2 separate regions of the Pan troglodytes genome follow, and region 1 is linked to region 2. Evidence: chromatin contacts called from public Hi-C data. All regions are on one chromosome and are shown on one strand. Each heading gives the region's core, a stretch centred on a gene start, on an enhancer-like site or on the middle of the called end of the contact. The rest is flanking DNA. Distances are from core to core; before and after follow the strand shown. Region 1 overlaps AKNA (AT-hook transcription factor). Region 2 holds the start of AKNA (AT-hook transcription factor).

Region 1 (2,700 bases), core at 2-2,501, 49 kb before region 2:
CAGAAACAAAGAACAGAGGCATGAGGAACAGAGCTGCAGCCACCCGAGTATGCCAGGATGCGGCAGCCTTTGTCCCTTCACAGCAGGCACAGGGTCTATCTCTGCTGTCAAATGATTCTAGAACTTTCCTGTGTGACACTTTTCTTGCTATACAACTTGACACATTTCTGAGTTCATGTCCCTGTGCATTCAGTGAACAAAACAGAACCTTTCTTTGAAGTTTTCTCTTCCTAACACACGGGGTCTGAGTGGCTGTTCAGGAACACCAGTGACAAATTCTCGAGATGGAGACAAGGATGCAGCATAGAGAGGGCCCTAGCTACAGTTCTGCCATAAAATACCAACCTTCACTCTCTGTCCAGGCCCAGCTCCTCTCCCTACCACTGTGCAAGCCCATCTCTCCAGACCTGGCAGAAGATGCTTGTCCACCATCTCCCCACACAGACAGTGAGCCGCCAGCGGACAAGAAAGAAGCGGGCTTCCTGTCTCATAACCCCTGAGGCCCTGCACCTTGTGGATGCTCAGGAAACAGTACTGCAGTGGATCTGGGTTCTGACACAGAGCAGAATAAAGCGCTGTGAGTGGAGAGCGGACAGGGAGACAGCTCGATGCTTCCTAGCACCACCTGAACCGGGAGGGCTGACTAAGAGCAGGCTGGAAGCTGTCTGCAAGACTGTAGTAAATCCTAGTGAAACCCCCAACATGGTCCAACCTCCAGCCACCAGCACTGAGGGAGTAAATCCTGTCTGTGTTTCTCTCCAATCAGTCCCTGCATCTTCAGGGTCTCGTTTTGTGGGCATTGCTGGCACTGCAGCAGACAATCCTACCCAGATACCCCTCCCCACAAGACCCCCTCAACCACGGAGCAGCATTAGAGCCAGGCTCAGCAAAGCCACCCTCCAGGCGGATGCAGGCTCCACATCTACTCCTTGGTCTGGCTTCTGGGGTGGGAATTCCCACTGGGGCCATTCTTGCCTGGTGGCCCCTGGACTCCTGGGTGAGTATCCCCTGGTGCCGCCTCCAGCAGACATGAGCGCTCAGATGACTGTGTCAGAAGGAGTGGAGGCCTCTTCCTGGCTGTGCCCCAGCACTGAGTGTGTGTGTCTGAGGGCAGCGGGTTCCCTTGGTAATCCCCAGGGAGACGCTTGCTGGTGTTTCTGAGGCAAAGCCACGAGGGCAAGGGTGGGCGGTGACTACTGGAGAGTGACATCTCCCCGCCCCCAGTTAACTCCTGCAAGGGAGAGCTCTGCCTCCTAGTCAGAAGGCACTAAAAAAAAAGACTTACCAGGCCGGGGGCATGAGTCAGCCACTTGGGTATCTCAGTCTCTCTGATGTAACTCTTTAGTTTCTTACCGAGTGCCAGCAGGCACTTAACATTCATCTTTCTCTGCAAACTTACTCCCCTGTCTCTGCACATGGCAGCAGCATCTACCTGACTAGCCAGACAGAAATCTGAGTCACTCTAGATCCTCTCCTTCCCTGAACATCCCTGAAGTTAATTAGTTACCAAGTCTCATGGGCCCAACTTCCAAAATACCTCTTCCCAAATGAATCCCTTCTTCCCCTCTGTAGGGGCCCTCCCTGAGAACCCAGTTCCCATCATCTCTCTCCTGGATGTGGCAGCCTTCTCAGCAGTCTCTTGGTCTCCGTTCTCACCCTGCCGGTGGCCAGAGAACTCTAAAACATAAACCTGCCTACGCTACGTCCCTGCTTAAAATCCCCTTCCCTGTCCTCTCAGCCTTTGTGCACTCATGGAATATGCAGTGAATGTCTCCCCTTACCCATGGCCTTCAGGCCCTGTAGGATCTCCCATAGGTCTCTCCTCTCTACCCCTCTCTTCCTTTACTGCTCAACACTCCACCCCCTCACACTAGAGGATCTGGCTGACCGTTTAGCTCCCCCAAGGTGATGGGCACTCTCTCACCTCTAGGCCTTTGCACATGCCATTCCCTCCACTGAAGATACTCTTCTACCTCTCTTCCTTCTGATGTCTGCTGAGATACCACTTCCTCCAGGAAGCCCTCCCTGAAGCCTCTAACCGGACCAGATGCTCCTTCGCTGTGCTCCCACAGTCCTTTAGTCCTCTGCCATCATGGTATTTATCACAATGGAGGGCACTACTGCCTGTTTCTTTGTCTGTTCATCCTACAAGATGGTAAGCTTTACGAGGCCTAAGATAGAGTCTTGTCCACTATTGTATTCCCAAGGCCTGGCATACCCTAGACAAACAAGCCTCTAATTCCTCCACTGATGTCAGGGGAGGCTGCAGGGGTAGACTTACTAAACTCAGACAAGGAAGCCAAACACCAGCAGCTGGACACAACTTTGCACGTAGGCAACATGACAGCCTCATGCCTGTTCGAGCCAAAGAAACCTTGGCTGGGCCACCATCGAGCAGTCTCCCCAGCGCATCCCGGGACAGACACCCACTCCAGCAAGGGCGTGTGAGTGATCACTGGCCAAAAGCAACTAAGAGGAGGTGTGAGAGAACTGACCAAGCAATTTTACCATTTCCGTTCAACCAAGGAAGTGGAACTTTCTTAGTAGAAAAAATGCACACGAACCAAAAAAAGAAAAGAAAAACTCAGAAGGCAGTAGCTTCTTGGTCCATACAATCAATGGGCAAATTGCAGAAAAGATAGCCCTAGAAAGGACAGGCTTGTCTCGGAAAGGAGATGATGGAGAGAGAGGGGAGAAGTG
Region 2 (2,700 bases), core at 20-2,519:
CAGACTTAGGCCCTAACAGATGGGCAGCCATTGTTTTATTAACAAAACAGCCCCCAAATAAAACCCACCAATTCCAGAGGAGGCGCCTGGAAAAGTCGTTTGGGAAGTCCCTGTATGTATCTAACTTTAGTCTTTCATGCTTCAGTTCCAGCCCATTTCTTCTCCTTCTGTTCTAGAGGACAGGAACAATGTCTCTTTTCACTGCAGCCTGTCTCAGCTTCTCTCTGCTCCAACATAGCCCAGGTTTGTTATCAGCAATTTTCCCTTCGACTATCTCAGAAGCAGGTCTTTAAACATAGGTAATGATGGACTCCAGTCCGTCATTTCTTTCAACAAAAGCCCGGGAAAGGAGCTTTGGAAGTGTCGTCTAAGGTCACGCAGCAAGCAGACTCTGGTTCTGCCTGTGCCAGCCCCATCACACTGGGGAGAGCCCAGCTCTGCGCCTCCCTGCTGTGCACCCTTGGGCCAGTCGCGCCCCCTCTCTGGACCTCATTCTCCTCCGCAGGTGTACCAAGAGGGAACTGGACTTATTTTTGCAGCCCGTTCAGTTCCTACCATTGTCAGGGCTGCCTACCCGACACTGGCCCTTGTTCTACCTTCCCCCCCGCGACAAAAAGAGGAAAAGAAACTTGCGTTAGGCGTCCGGGAAGCGCGCGCGGCTCCGAGGGCCGCCAGGCTGCGCGGATTGTTGCTGGGTGAACGAATCTCACACAAATCCCAGACAGAAAGCCTCACCTCCCCAGTAACCACAGCAACCCGGGCCACGCCTCCAGCCCAAACACAGCCCGAGGCCCAGCCAAGGCCCACCCCCGAGCTCCCCCGGGACCCCTCCCCTCCCTGCCACCAGCCCCAGCTGGAAAGAGAAAAAGCCAACGCCCCCATTGTGCAGAGGTGGAGACTGAGGCCGGAGGGTGGAGACTGTGGAACCCCGCGGCCGGCACGGTTTGGACTGGGGCCCATACCGCCCGTCCAGGGCTCCCTCCCATTCCCGGAGCGGTGATGCGTCTCCTTCCCTGTGCGCGTGGGGTTTCCACGTGGAAAAGATCGAAAGCAGCGCCGTCCCAGTGGAACGGAGCCCACCGGCACTGTCCACTCGCCCTCCCCATTCTCCCGACGGAGAAACTGAGTCCCAACGAGGGACAGGGACCACCCCGGACGCCCCGCGAGCCCCTCCCCGAGTCTCACCTGCTGGCGGCCGCCGAGCGCGGGTGGTTTCCTGGAGTTGAGCGGCAAACAAAGGCCTCCAATCCGGGCGCGGGGCGGGGCGGTGGCTCCTTTGCATAATCCCTGAGGCCCGCCCGCGACAGCAGGGGGCGGCCCGGGGGGGGCGGGGCCTCTGGGAGCGCACCAATCACCGAAAGGCCGCCGCCACGGCCCGCCCCCAGGGACTCGGACATAGGGATCGCAAACCCTGCTGCAGGATGAAAATCTCAGACCTGGGAGGCTGTGTGTGCCTACTGCAATCAGCCCCACCGCAGACCCGGAGATCGAGGCCCGGTCTGCGGAGGGTAAGGCATTTATGCAAGATCGCACAGAGTGGCTCACGCCTGTAATCCCAGCACTTTGGGAGGCCGGGCAGATCACCTGAGGTCAGGAGTTCGAGACTAGCCTGGCCAACATGGTGACCGTCCCCCCACCCCCACCAGTCTCTACTAAAACTACAAAAATTAGCTGGGCGTGGTGGCGCATATCTGTAATCCCAGCTACTTGGGAGGCTGAGGCACGAGAATCGCTTGAACTTGGGAGGCGGAGGTTGCAGTGAGCCAAGATTGCGTCACTGCACTCCAGCCTGGGCGACAGAGCAAGGCGCCATCAAAAAAAAAAAAAAAAAAAAAAGAAGATCGCACAGAGCCACAGTGAGGAGGAAATCACAAACTTCCATGGCTGAAACGGCCTGCTTAGTAACAGTAATAATAAACTTTTCTTGATCACTAATTATGGGTCAGACCTGTTGGAAGCTCTTCTGCTGTTCAGTCGTCTCCTATGAGGTAGGTAGGTATTATCACCACCGCCCCCAAGTATATTCTTGTCCAACTCCCCATCAGGCAAGCATGGAAACCCAGCCCGAAGACGGACAAGAACTTTTCCAAGGTCCCGCTGTGAGTGCAGCACAGACATCATACCTTGTCCACCACACACACACCTTGAAGGATGCACGGTGTCCAACTCACCTGGGCTCTTTGCCCCAGCTCTGCCACTTGCTGCCAGTGAGCCTCAGGCAAATGGGATTCATACCCACATCTTATGCGGTTGTTGAGAGTAAATAAATAAACATAATGGCAGGCCCGTCAGAAATAAATCAGTGGTACTAATTTAAAGAGCACCTTGACCGACCCTATTAACACAAGAGGGTTAATAAGTCCTGATGCAAGAAGAGACTTGCCCAAGGTCCCTCATCCAGCTGCATCCAAAGTTGAATGCTTTGGAGTTTTTCCTCCAGGTAGAAAGCACTTGCCAGTTCCCCAGGTTGCCTGCTACTCCCTAGACACATATTTAGTAGTAAGTTTAGCAGCAGCTTCTACCCACTAAGGGCCTGCTCTGTGAAAGGGGCAAACATTTTAGCTAATCCTTCTGGGCTCTGGCCCTGGAATGTCAGTGTAGGAAGGGCCCAAGGTGTTTTTCCACACAGGTCATGGAAGTGAAGTGTTTTTCTGGGTTTGAGCAGCATGGCGGTCCTGACTCTTGAACAGAATGGGGAAA

What was found. A called contact is a pair of places that touch in the nucleus more often than the background predicts.
Region 1: a Hi-C map of stem cell-derived neural progenitor cells shows a contact between it and region 2, with 2.4 times the contacts expected there. The contact joins the enhancer-like site here to the promoter of AKNA in region 2. A contact is called at or near these places in 2 of 7 Hi-C or Micro-C datasets (blood and stem cell-derived neural progenitor cells).

What each region holds. Positions count from the first base shown.
Region 1 is chr11:24,103,607-24,106,306 of NHGRI_mPanTro3-v2.0_pri, reverse strand. All of the region lies in intron 15 of AKNA (AT-hook transcription factor), which reads right to left. Among named protein-coding and RNA genes, the nearest start is that of ORM1, 19 kb to the left of the region's middle. Within about 2 kb of position 1,251, at least 14 of the 24 cell types and tissues checked have an H3K27ac peak or open chromatin away from gene starts, as enhancers often do. A contact at or near this core is called in stem cell-derived neural progenitor cells, where this site is marked.
Region 2 is chr11:24,054,315-24,057,014 of NHGRI_mPanTro3-v2.0_pri, reverse strand. It overlaps AKNA (AT-hook transcription factor), which reads right to left and starts at 1,269. Exons shown (of 22, transcript XM_016961514.4): 1 at 1,186-1,269.